2 separate regions of the Hordeum vulgare genome follow, and region 2 is linked to region 1. The links are chromatin contacts, called in public Hi-C maps. All regions are on one chromosome and are shown on one strand. The core of a region is the stretch at or near the end of the contact, and the rest is flanking DNA. Distances in the headings are between cores, read along the strand shown. Region 1 has its middle 57 kb from the start of LOC123405937. Region 2 has its middle 16 kb from the start of LOC123405937.

Region 1 (6,811 bases), core at 1,891-4,390:
CTACAAACACATCATTGGAGGGGCAATGGAGTTGATGTAGATGCCCTCTGTGATCAATACCCTCTCCGGCAAATTACCAGAAAAGGCTCCCAGATTAGATCACCCGGGAACGCACGCTCCCGGCGGCGTAAAAGTATTTTTATGGCTCTCTTTGGCGATACAGGAATATTTGGGAATTTATAGGCCAAAGAATAGGGTTAGGAGACCTGTAGGGGGCCCACAAGCCAGGGGGCGCGGCCACCCCCAAGACGTGCCTTGCAGGCTTGTGCCCTCCCGGCAGGTGCCCTGCCCCCTACTCCAAGTCTCGTGGGTGTCTTCCGGTCCAAGAAAAATCTTTCCGAAGATTTTGTTCCGTTTGGACTCCGTTTAATATTTCTTATCTGCAATACTCAAAAACGTGGAAAAACATAAACTGGCACTAGGCTCTAGATTAATAGGTCAGTTCCAAAAATAATATAAAACAACATATTAATGCATATAAAACATCCAAAACAGATAATATAATAGCATGGAACAATCAAAAATTATAGATACGTTGGAGACGTATCAGTCGACCGCCATCGTCCTAGAACCAATCCACATCATGCCCTCCGCGGCTCCTCCCTCGTTTGGTTCCTCGCAGGTGGCGGCTAGGGAAAGGAGTCTGGACCTAACTCTAGAGACTAGAGGAGTCGTGTTTCGTGGAATCATGGTTGATTAGGTATCAGTACTGTAGTCTGCAGGCCGAAGTGGGCAGGGGCACTCGGCCCCTAGGCTGGGCTAAGTGGGTTGAACTAGAGGACTCAAAAGTCTTAGAAATTATCTATTTCTTAAAGAAACTAACGGAAATTATCGAGCTAAACGAGTTAGCTGATGACACTCGTTTTCTTGATCATTGAGCTCAGTAATCTTAGCAAGCAAAAACCATTGTTCAGCTAGGTTTATTAACTAACGAGCACGAGGCCAAACGAGTCGAACAATCGAGCGATCGAACTTCGAGCTTTTCGTCCAGCATTACCAGACCTGTTGTCAGACTGATGCAGAACTGTATTGGATGGCAAAGCACATTCAAACCGCGTGGTTCATACAGTTGCGGGGCTTTGAGGGTCGGCATTGGAGATGCCCTTAGCATCTCTGTTGTATTTTTTTTCTTCCTGCCAAAATAACAAGTTGGCATGCAAATACATAGAGTCGTAGTCCTACCGGTACTATGAACAAGTCGACATTTGATCAAATTAATAGAAAAGAAAACATGAACATCATGATCAAATTAATATAGTTTGTTTCATAATATATTTTTATTTGGTATTGTACATGTTGGTAGTTTCTTCTATAAATTAGATTAAACATACACATTTGATTTTTGACAAATCTAATATGCACTACATATTTTCTCCGAGAGTGTACATTGTAGTAGTGCGAGAGATTTGTCTTGGTGCTCAAGCTCGAAATATCACATGTCTCGTTGGAAGGCTCTCCCATAGAACGTCCCCGCTCTTGGTCATGACAGATATAGTGTACAGGAAGAACATGTGGAGCAGATGGGGTTGTGGTGTGTTATTCGCTTGTTGTGGTCTCCTTTGAATAGTGGATGCCGATGAGGCAAAGCTTCCAGGTGCTTCAATGCGCGGTAGACGGAGTTGGTTTCTCAAACCTCAAGTCTATTTAGTGACGGCAGACGAGGGACATGCATTGAATAGGAGTGGTAGATATTTGTCTCGTCTAGACGAAGAACGGGCATTGAACATGCGTGATAGATATTAGATTCGTCTCGTCCAGCAAATGTCTCTCCCACATTAAACATGTGCAGATAATGGAGATGTGACACAGGCGGCATCTTTGGCCAACAAGCCGCTTCAATGCCAGCACTAGGAAGAGGCACGTCCGCTCTGAGCCGGCGTCAGTGCAGAGCGGAGTCTATTAGAATTCAAACGAAAAAAGAAAAGAAAAGAAGACCTAGCCCTACCCTGCGGCCAAGCCCACTCTCTTTCCCCTAAATTTGAGGGGGAAATAGTGAAATATTTCTCAAGGAAAAGCCCGAGACAAAAGGAATTTATCTAATATATGCCGAGGTTTGAGTCTTTGGATCTTACTGGATTGCCCCAACCAGAAGCAACCAAACCAGATATTTTGAAATTTTAGAAGTCAAATATGATTTTAGATTCGGAGATATGCAACTGGATATATACTTATATAGTGTCAATCAAGTGGGAGGTAAAAAGATGCCATCAGATAAGTTTCCCACCAAGAAAGTCCACGCGAAATCCCATAAAGAGCACAGGGGTGCAACACTTCATTTTCAAAGAGAACAAGACCTTTAGCTTGCGTCAACGGGATATATTTTATTAATTTGGTACCACTGACCAATCGAAAGTCCCCCTCACAATAAAGCGCGCGCAATCACGATGGAAGCACGCTCACTCCAACGCCAAACCAATCGCCAACGCCAGGTATATATACGTACACAACAGGCACCACACTTCAAGCATTTTCAGTTTAGCCTGACCGAATACGGTGGAATCAACGTGGAGCATATGCTCGTCCGATCGGCCGGCCAAGTTGATAAGTATGCGAGGTGCGCGTAGCATCACACTAAGCATGCAGGCGTAATATGCTTAGCACATGCTTGGACAACACCAACTCCCTCGTCCCCTAGGTCACTCACACACATGCTCAACGGATTACTATCTTGTTGCTTGCTCTGGACGACGCTGGCCGACCGACTATACAACTACTACCATCGCGATAGATCCACCGAAGATTACATATGCCCATCGATCTTCTAGAAAAAGATTATATGTGCCATCTTACCGGACTCTCACATGTCGTGTTCTTCGGATGGACCACCCGTGGGTCGTCTGAAATAAGTGTTTCTTGCCTTCTTGGTCAACCATGTTAAACAAGAGCTAGCCTTGGCTTTACATAACTTATCCAATGAAAAATGTTAAACAAGAGATAGCCTTGGCTTTACATAACTTATCCAACGAAAAATGTTAAACAAGAGCTAGCCTTGGCTTTACATATCATATCCACTAATTTGTCCAAGCGCCTGCATGTGTTGCCAATGATGGCCGGATCGAAACGGGTCGACATGCATGCATGCATGGAACGGAGTGGAAGGATATTCTTTTCTAGGCTGGCCAATTATTAGCACAAAACAGGCTTAGCCTGCCTTATCTAATATAGTACTCCTACGTGAGTTCAAATTCTTGCCTCGCTGGTCGATGTGCCCTAGCTAGCATCCATTTGGAAGTTCCAAAGTCTGGTTCGTGTCACGTGAGCTAGACGGCAGTCGGCAGTACGCTTAGGTTGGATCTTGTGGCCACGGCTAGGTGTGGAAAATGGATGACTAATGGAGCTGTCATATCCAAACAACTGTTCTAGTTTTTTTTTTGAACCTAACTGTTCTAGCCTGCTAGTGTACGTGGCCGAACGAGGCGGCCGTACAACTATGAAGAAACAAGCTACTACTACTTGTGTACTTGGTACAAATGGACGTCTTTTTCTTGGCGGATAAGTACAAATGGACGTCTAACTTGTCATGTCTTGATTTTTAGTGATGGCGTACGTACGTAGCAGCAAAACGATAGCTAAAGAGTTAAATCTTGATGAGATCAATGTTATCGGCGGATAACAAGTGCTTTTTTTGCAGTTCCTTGTAAGAAGAACGCCAATGATATCAATCAGGCAGGATAAAGAAATGTTAAAGCCTGCCCATTTGAAGATGAAAACAAAAAATATATGTTTTGGTGGAAAGCAACGTGACAGCCCCAAGAAGCAACGTGAAGAAGCACCGGTATCACTATGCTGGTTGTTGAGGATTGTAAGTCTGTTACAGTTTAATAAAATCTCCCTGTTTTTTAAAAAACGGTGGTTTATCCATGCATGCCGAAGCCAGGCGCACCACCTACTCCGTGTGTGATGTAGAGACATCCACCAACACACAACACGCACAAATTGGCTGTCAGCCCCTTAATGAAATACTGTACACAGCTTTCCTGCGTTCTTTCAAAAAAGAAAACCGTATTATTTAAGGAGTCATTTGAAGGATCCGGTTGTAGATGCTCTTACATCCGTTCATCCAGATTGAGATCATGTTTTCTATGAAAACCATACTATTCCACGCAACGAGCTCTTCCATCTCACCGCAGCTGAAGTTTGTGTTGTACAAATTACACGTTAGGCCGGATGTTGATAGAGCATCTCCTACAGTTTGTAAAAAGAAAATCGTAAAAGTTGTTTTAGGTGTTCATAGAATTTAATTTTTTTTGTCTTTTCCTATTTCACGAAAATATCTTTTATTAACATCTGTTTTTTTAATATTTCACATTAAACAAGCATACGAAAGGCACATGCGGGGAGGTGGCTGGGAGAAGGGGCCGGTCCGAGGAGGCAGGTGGGTGGCGGGGGGGGGGGGGGGGATGCAGGAGGCATTTGGGGGCCACCACTGTTTGAGCGGCATCGGAGATGGGCCAGGAGGCAGCAGCGGGACGAAGCTGGCATGAAGACGGCCTCGGATCCCTAAAACAACAGGGGTTTGCTCCCGCCAAAGTTTCTGGTAGGGTCGTCGCAAAAACAGTTTTACGGGTAGTTTTTTTTTCTATGGAGTGGAAGTTTTGGAGATTAACTGGGTCATTTGAAAAATATTGTGTATTTAAGAACTGTTGGACAGTTTTTTATCCCAACTTCTCCTCTATTGAAGATACCTTAGAAAGTACTTTATATACCGTTTGGTCATCCAAGCCGACTATCAGAGTATGTCAATGACCTTCAAGTGGGTGTTCTGCTAAATCCATTAAAAGGGAAAAAAAACAAAATACAAAAGGCCTGTAAGGAAATAGACCAAAAACCACCACAACAGAACATATAATGGAAAATAAAAACATACACTAACGAAAACATAAAGGAACCATTTTCACCTAACACAACCTCTTTCCTGACATTATTGTAAGCAAGATCTTTGAAAACGCCTTCAACCGCGCAACCCATGCCGCCTTCGTGGTCACCCTCCTAGAGGACGTGTCGATTGTCCTTGAGAATTGTGCATCCCTTGAGTCCATGGAGAATGCATGTGTCATCGAGCACGAGTACCGCGCAATTTCCAATGACCAAGATGTCAGTTCCTTTGGTGAGGGGACGGTGATCCCCACCTCCTCCCAATCGGGCTTCTTCGAGGATGATTAAGGCCCAGTTCTTTTAGCCGATTCTCCCATAATTTTGAGAATCGACCCTCCACCCAGCTTCTCCCACAATCTTGAATCCATATTTTTTTTACAATCCTAGCTAGTTAGGATATGAAAAACTAGGATTGTAAAAAAAACATAGGTATACAAGATTCTGTGAGAAGCTAGATGAAGGGTCGATTTTCAAGATTCTCGGAGAATCGGCCAAAAGAACTGGGCGTAAGTGGAGCTCCTCTTTTATATATCTAGTATTTCCTTATATTTATTTTATCGTGATGCTTTAGCTAGTTCGATGTTCGATGCAGTGTTAAAGTAGTAGGTAATGGACTTTTTAGTTATGATGTATGATGTTAATATGGTACCATTGTTTAATTATGCAATGAAGCAATTTAAATACATGTTTGGAAATAATCTATGTGCAAATTTCGTGTTTGATTTTCTTTTCTTTTTTGAAAAATAAATTCAACGGATTGGCTAGATAAACAAAATATAATTCATAAAAATGAGAAATTAAAGAACGAGCATTGGGATAGGAAATGAGTTTTAAATATGTGTTAGAGATGCTCTTAACCCACCATTAGCCCATGGCATGTTGGTCGGCCCATGCCCGCGTCAGCATGCTAAGGGCCAGTTCTTTTGATAGCTTTTAGATTAAACTGAAATAAGCTGCCCTTATCCAGCTTATTCTAGAAGTTTAATCAAATATATATTTTTAAAGCTTATTAATTAAGTCTTGATTACTAAGCTTCTAGAAAAATATTTTTAGTTGGGCTTCTAGAATAAGCTGCGTGGGGGACAACTTATTCTAGAAGGCTTAAAAAGTTATCGAAAGAACTGACCCTTAATCATCATGACGGAGGCGGTACCACCACGTACACGGTACACATACACTCGTTTTGACATCACGTACGCATACACTTATAGTTGTGCTGTTCAATCACTATCAATCCCGAATTGCAGCCAATTGTTATCCCATTTGGGATTAATTATAACACCACACAGGCACACACGGGTCAATATCCCTCCCCATCCTTAATTATCGTTATCTCATCTGATGTTCGTGAACGAGATGATCGTTAACAGTTAACAAACGCCCTCCCTCAGCCAGTTAGCGCCATTAACGACACGGCACACTGGCAATGGATAAGGGTGCGACTATGGTCGTCGCACCTAATTGTACTCCATCCGTTTTAAAGAATTTGTCTTAGATTTGTATCAATATGAATGTATCTAGTCACGTTTTAGTATTTAGATACATTCAATTATAGACAAACCTAAGACAAGAATTTTGAGAGGAAAGAGTACTTCATACGGATCAAAATCAATTAGGGGCCGTTTGAAATCGGTGTATTCTAATACACTCGTATTAGTTTTACAACTGTTTTTTTTGCTGATCATGTACGATTTTCAGTAGAAAATAAAAACGATGGATTATGGTCTGTATATTTTACACTTGTAACAGGGTTGAAAACGACAATCCAATCAATGCCTTGGTTGATGTGGTACGGTATGCATCGACCGAGCGGGGCAGGAAGGGTGCGGCATCTTGCTTCCACTAAATGCATCCGAACCAACGAGTACACCACCAGCCAGCCAGCCAGCTCGTAATGCAAGGTATTGCTTCAATTATTTAATGCGTAAAGAAGTCT
Region 2 (6,811 bases), core at 1,466-3,965, 42 kb before region 1:
GGATGAACTATGTTTCTTTTATCCGGCGATGTAATGTGATTCGATGAACTACGTGTTGATCTAGTTTTACGTAGTGTCGTATGAGTTGTAAGGTTTTGAGTATTTGAACATGAGGGACGCGGGTGTCAAAACAAACAAATGAGGCGATGACGTTTGAGGGACTGGATTTGATATGCCCGGTTGTAGATGCTTTTAGGAATAGATAACCCGATAAGAAGGCAAATAGAAATATAGAATATGCTTGTAGGTTCCCTCTGTGCAAGATATACAAATTCATTGATTAAGATTTGCAAGTAGCCGTACGTCGCTCGCAACAACCGCATTTGCTTCCGGCCCGTGCTTCCTCTTCTTTCATTATAACAACTCATATTCATTGTACGGGCTTGGCAGGCTCCATGATGCATTACAGAACCTCAAAATGATATCACGGCCAAAGATCGGTGTTGGGGATAAGATCGTTGAAAAGTGCCCAGCGAGGCTAGCAAGCATATCAGCCGATGCATGCTTTCTTCCCAGCGTACTCGAGCTGATTGTAGCACCATGACCGTACTACACGGCGTGTTTGGCGCACAAGGTTTCTGTGATCAAGCTGGTCCGAAAGGCCAAGTCCGCATCGAGTGTGAAGTGTGGCAATTGGCAAAGCAAAAAATGGTGCCCAACTTCGTCGGGTAAAGGGAGAAACATGCGTGCTGGTGCTGCCATTCGACAGAAAGAACGTACGTACGTGGTCGGTCTGGATCGATCAGCATTCGGCCGGCATATTTTCCACCACGGCCGCAAAGTAAAGGTGCCCAGCCATCTGTTGCTCAGAATGTCGAACAGCTAGAGTACCACGGGTGCCGTGAAACCCATCCGATCACGGCAAAGATCGACCGATCTTGTCGGCATGAAATCAACGATGTGCGGGAAAGCAAAAGCAGCTACACCTGTATTACTCCTATCCACAACTACTACTATGTAGTATCGACTATCGAACGGCAGAACGGGGTTGGAGCATCATCCGTCCGGGTCTGAACAGCTGCGGCACACCGGAAAGCGCCGATGGATCATCAATGTCGCCTGACAGGAGTAGCTAGCAAGCCGGATCATGTTCTTGTCGTGTGCAGGATGAGCGATACCGCGCACCATCGGTACGAGTTGCGAGCGGTCACTGGTCAGGCATGGCGCAAGCAAGGTCCGAGCGACGGCGCTGCAAATAATGGAGACAGGCAGAGGCATGACGCTGAACGGCAGCCCTCGCCGGGCGAGAAAATTGACCAAGGCGACGGGCCCGTGCCCTGTGCCAACGTAACAAGCTAGCAGCCAGCTACTGTAGGTTTGCATGCATGCAGGCGGGCCCGGATCGAGTAGCGGAGCATACCGGAGACGGAGAGAGTGTCAAGCATTTCGGCGCGACAGTGAATATTGAATCGGGGCGTCGATGGCTGGCGGCAGGGAAGGCGATGAGAGTCAAACGAAGCGGGACATGCGCTGGAGCCCAAGGCAAGAATATGCAATGCATGCATGCTCCCTCGCCTGAGCACCACCATGGCGTGCGCTGTCGCCGCGCTTTCTGCAGCAGTGGATATATCTGGACGGACACATCGCCGTCCAGAGCCACACATGGAACGGTGCAGGTGCATGCATGCATGTCTCAGGGTTCGGACGCAACGAACCCCAAATCAAATTCCGAATCAAATGTATCATAAACCATGCAATTCCAGTTTTAAATCAAACTTTTAGGTCATTTTTTAATAGGGATTGTCGACGTGGCAAATGATAATCAGGATTGGGCTGGCCCAGTTCACGGAAGCGCGTGATGCGTGTTGTTGTTTTTGTTTTTTCGTTCGTTATTTGTTTTTTTTCTGGTTCTTTTCCCCTTTCATTTTTATTTTTCTTTTTTTATTTTTGATTTCTTTTATTTTTTTCATTTTCATTTTTTACTTTTTCCTGGTTCTTTTTTCCTTTCATTTAAATCTATCTTTGTTTTGTTCTTCTTTTCTGGTTCTTTTTTCTTTTGTTTTCATTTTTATTTTTGGTTTCTATTATATTTATATTCTTTTATTTTTATGTTTTTTTTATTTCTACTGTTTCTCTTTTCCTATATTATAGAAAGTTTATTGTGTGTTATTGAAATGTTCATTGTATATTACAAAGTGTTTCCTATGTTTTTGAAAATTGTTAAACGTATATTAAAAAAAATCAATGCATATTCAAAACTTGTTCAACACATATATTTATAGAGTTTGGTTTGTATAATTGTTCACTAGTTTCAACAACATTCTATATTTCAAAATTTGTCCACTTTTTACAGAAAATGTTCAAAACATTTCAAAAAATTGTTAGAAAATTTTAAAAATCGCGATTACAAATTCTTCCTGTTTCTCAAAAATAAGGACGGGCAAAAAAACCAAGAACCAAGGACCGGAGCCAAAAAATTCAAAACCGAGGCCGAAAAAACCGAGGACCGAAGCTTTGGTCGTTTGACCGGTCAATCTTGATAAAATGCTAGCCAGTGCTACGTGGTTTCTTGGAAAGGATGAAAGAGGAAGGGCTGTCTTTTCCTGCCAGTCGACATCATGCCATCCCCACCAAAACACGAAACAAATAACGGGACACCGGCAACACGCACAGTTTTGGTTAGTTGGTCAGGTGCGCGGGAGTGTTCGATCGCTCAGCGTAAAGCTTTGCACGCGCTGATCTGTAGTATTATTACGTGGTTGGCCTCGGTTCCGTAGCACAACCACGACGCGATCCTATCCAAAAGAACCACGAAGCGCGGGACACCGCATGCGGTCTGCCAGTCTCCGTGACTTGCTCGTGCCACGAAAATCGGGCAAATGTTGGCCGGCCGGAAACGGTCCTTCCGTCCGTGACTGGCTCCGAGCTGACTTTTCCGCTGGTAAACTTCCGCGGCGGGGGACGACCCTGATATCGACCGGCGGCGAAGCACGGCCACAGGGTTCCCCGGTGGGCATGTTTCCCGGCATGAGCGCAGCATCAAAGACGCCCGAGTTACTGGCTTACTGCCACCACTGATACGAGCCCAACGCATGGTTTAATCGCATGTGTCCGGATCAGAGGAAGGGCCACCGAAAGGTTCAGGGAACAACGTTGGCGACACGGACGGCCGTCTCCGGCAAAGACGACCGCCGAGTGCTCTCCCGGCCTCACAGCGGAGATCCTTGGGCGTCCCAAAATGTACAGATGGCAGCTACGACGACCAAACGTGTATCAACCATATTCTTCTTCTTCTGGTGAATGCTTCCGTCGCCGTACAAAACAACCATTGAAATATTCGAGAAGTGATCGATCGAACTACTACTATTCTCGAGAGGATAATGAAGACTCACGTAACGTGGGTGGTGGCCGGTAGCCTTATCCCGACACTGCTGATCCTAGCTAGTAGTAGTAGCAACTCGCATATCTCTAGCTAACCCAATCTCCGCGTTTACGACTCGCTAATTGGTAATCAGCAGCGTGTTAGACAGACTGAGCCCTGGATCTCTGTCGAGATTTGCTCGGCTTGTTAAATACAGTACTCCGTATATGCCAAACGCTGCCTTCACGTTCTGGGCAAGAAGCCCGGCGGGGCCCCACTGTTGAGCTGCAACCAGATTAAGGGCTGTTTGGTTCCCAATCTAAGGTTGCCGTACCTAATTCTAGTCGTGCCACAATACTTTAGGCATGTGTTTGGTTCATAATCATACTTTTGGCTTGCCATACTTTTATAGATATATGTTTCACATGTCATAGACTCAATTTTTTACCAAATCTTATCGCACTTATGATGTTCATTTTGTTAGTCACACTTTTTATGACAGCAACACTTTATCTAAGGTTAGTTATGATAAAATTAGTCATGAACCAAACAGTCCTTAAGTTTCCTGCTCGTTACCTAATCCGATCACCAAGGCTGGCTGCACCCCTCCCTACCTCCATAGCTGGCCAAAATATGAGATTAAACTACGACCGACCATCTCGTTTATATTATCCCTCGAACAAAAAGTCAGTACTGCCGCTGCTCCATGCCATGCCATGCCATGAATGCTGAATTTGATTACATTATCCGCTGTTAGGATTTGCCTTATGCCCTTATGTAGATCTCGTGCTTTACTTTCTGCCAAAGACTCTCAACATCGACCTCTCTTGATGTTTTCCCCCCTGTATCGCCAACCTGTGAAAGTTGCCTGCTCTGACCGTGTACAAATGTAACATTTCGCTGTGCTACAGTACTGTTCGGCATTGCTAGCTGACGAAGATACCGTACAGTATGGCTATCAACACAACTAAGGACCAGTTCTTTTGAGCATAGGTGTGGAAATAAGCTCATGTGGAAATAAGCTGCTGTGAAAATATGCTCCAGATAATAAGTTAGCCAGTTCTTTTAAGTACCTGTTTTCTCAGCTTATTTGTGGTATGATCAGGGAAAAGTCTGTAATTTTGTTCGTTTCACATACGTTGTGCTGGTCAAAATAAAACCCAACAAAATCAATTGCCATTTCAAAAAGACGTAAGAGCAACTCGAACGAGCTGACCGAATGGCGATTTTGTCCGTTTTTTGTTTGTTTGGGTCGTTCGTCGGCTCTCTGTCCGTCCGGTCTATGATTTAGATCGGCATCGCGTCCGGTCTATGATTTAGATCGGCATCGCGTCCAACGTGCCGATCCATATTTGTCCGTGTGATCGGCTAACCACTGGTTTTTAAATACAAACATTTTATATTTTTTTCAAAAGCAAATGAAGTTTCATAACCGAAAATAAAATATAGAAAAATTTTACAAGCCTCCAAAAAATTAAATTGTCTAAAACATATACCGATTGGTTGCCAACATGATCCCGCATATGCTCAACCAAATCATCTTGTAACTGAATATGAGTTTTCTAATCACGTATTTTATAATGAAATTGGATGAACTGCGCAAACGATGTCGCTTCTCCGCCATGGTGAGGCACCTCATTGTCATCCTGAAACTCAAACCCTTGATCATGGAGATGTTCCGGGCGCTCATCCTCTACGATCATATTGTGCATGATCACACAAGCATTCATCACTTCCCACAACTTCTTGGTGCTCCAAGTTTTAGGAGGATACCGAACTATGCTCCATCGAGATTGCAAAACACCAAAGCCACGCTCGACATCCTTCCTAGCACTCTCTTGCTCTTGCGAAAATCTTTTCCTCTTCTCTCTGAAAAGGTTGGAGATTATGTTCACAATAGTGGTCCACAGTGGATAGATTTCGTGAGCTAGATAGTATTCTTTGTTGTAGTTGTGACCATTGATGTTAATATTGACCGACGGACTGTTGCCTTTGGCAAGCCTTGCAAATACCGGCGATCGTTGAAGCACGTTGATATCATTGTGCGATCTGGCCATGCCAAAGAAAGAGTGCCAGATCCAGAGATCCTCAGAGGCCACGACCTTAAGTATGACAGTGCAAGCCTTGACATAGCCTTGTACTGGCCTTGCCAAGCAGAAGGGTAGTTCTTCCACTCCCAGTGCATGTAGTCGATGCTGCCAAGCATCCCTAGGAAGCCCCAACTGGCATTGATCGCCAAGAAGCGGGCTGTGTCTGCTGCAGTCGGCTCTCTCAAGTACTCAGGGCCAAACACTGCAACCATAGCCTTGCAGAATCTGTACAACGACTCTAGGAACGTAGACTCACTCATACGGACGTACTCATCGATAAGTTCACCGGGTACTCCGTAAGCAAGCATCCGGATAACTGCAGTGCATTTCTAATAATATGAGAACCCAATCTTTTCAGTGGCATCCTCTTTGCACTTCAAGTAGTCATCCTATCCGACCACCCCCGCTCGAATCCGGTTGAAAACAAGCCTAGCCATACGGAAACGACTCCAGAATTTCTCATGTTTGAACAACGAATTGCTTGTGTCAAAGTAGTCCTTCCATAGAAGGAAATGACCGCTCTCTAGGTTTGTATTCAACGCCGGAACATGCCCCGGAATTGAGATCCGGAACAACGGTCGTTGCCTATAAAGGTGGTCATGGACCAACACGGCAAGCAGCATCTCCTCATCGCCGGATGAGGAATCGTCGGAGTCACACATAACATTATGGAAAAAGAACTCACCGACGCAGTCCATTTGCACCTTGAGGCAAACTGTCGAACAACTTGCGTGCGTGGACGACGAAGCTGACCGGCGACGGTGGACTGGGGTCGCGGAAGCTGCGGTAGCCCGGAGGCGATGCGACCGACGACGTGGGTAGGCATTGGGCAGATACGGGAGGAGGCGCCGAAACTGGGAGGCGGCGGCGATGGGGCTGGGGGCGAGGCAAGGGCTAGCTGCTAGCGCTATCGGTAGGGGTGGAGAACGACCAATGTGCTACCGACTAGCGGGAAAGGGGATCGACTACGCAAGCGTTGTCCGCGTCCGCTTTGTGTCCACGCCAACCCAAATCAGTCTCAAAATTGGGCCAGAAATGGGTCGACAGGCGGACGAAAAGCGGACGCGCGTTGGGCCGTCTTTTCTGTCCGTGCGGACCCAAACGGACGGCGGTGGATGAAATGGGTCGCCTCATTGGAGTTGCTCTAATAGACTGTGAGACATTATCGACCTTCATGGAAAGGCGAAGGATATGTAGAGATAGAAAGGAAGACAGTTTCAGGTATTCACCAGGACACGGCGTATAGGGTGTCACTTGCAGGGGGCGGCCGCCGGAGTCGTTGTCAGGCGATCGGGCATGGTGGAGGGAGGAGCTAGCACATGTACGTCGTGCTGCCGCGACAATGATGTGTGGTGTTGTGCATCGGAGGTAGTAGCATGGCCGTTTCCGGTCGAAGAAATAATGGGTCACACACTCACAC

Evidence for each region. A called contact is a pair of places that touch in the nucleus more often than the background predicts.
Region 2: a contact with region 1 is called in a Hi-C map of leaf, with 3 times the contacts expected there. The contact joins two enhancer-like sites. A contact is called at or near these places in 2 of 6 Hi-C or Micro-C datasets (leaf and seedling).

The regions. Positions count from the first base shown.
Region 1 is chr6H:534,824,065-534,830,875 of MorexV3_pseudomolecules_assembly, reverse strand. No RefSeq gene overlaps it. Among protein-coding and RNA genes, the nearest start is that of LOC123405937, 57 kb to the left of the region's middle. Within about 2 kb of position 3,140, at least 2 of the 3 cell types and tissues checked have open chromatin away from gene starts, as enhancers often do. A contact at or near this core is called in leaf, where this site is marked.
Region 2 is chr6H:534,865,340-534,872,150 of MorexV3_pseudomolecules_assembly, reverse strand. No RefSeq gene overlaps it. Among protein-coding and RNA genes, the nearest start is that of LOC123405937, 16 kb to the left of the region's middle. Within about 2 kb of position 2,715, at least 3 of the 3 cell types and tissues checked have open chromatin away from gene starts, as enhancers often do. A contact at or near this core is called in leaf, where this site is marked.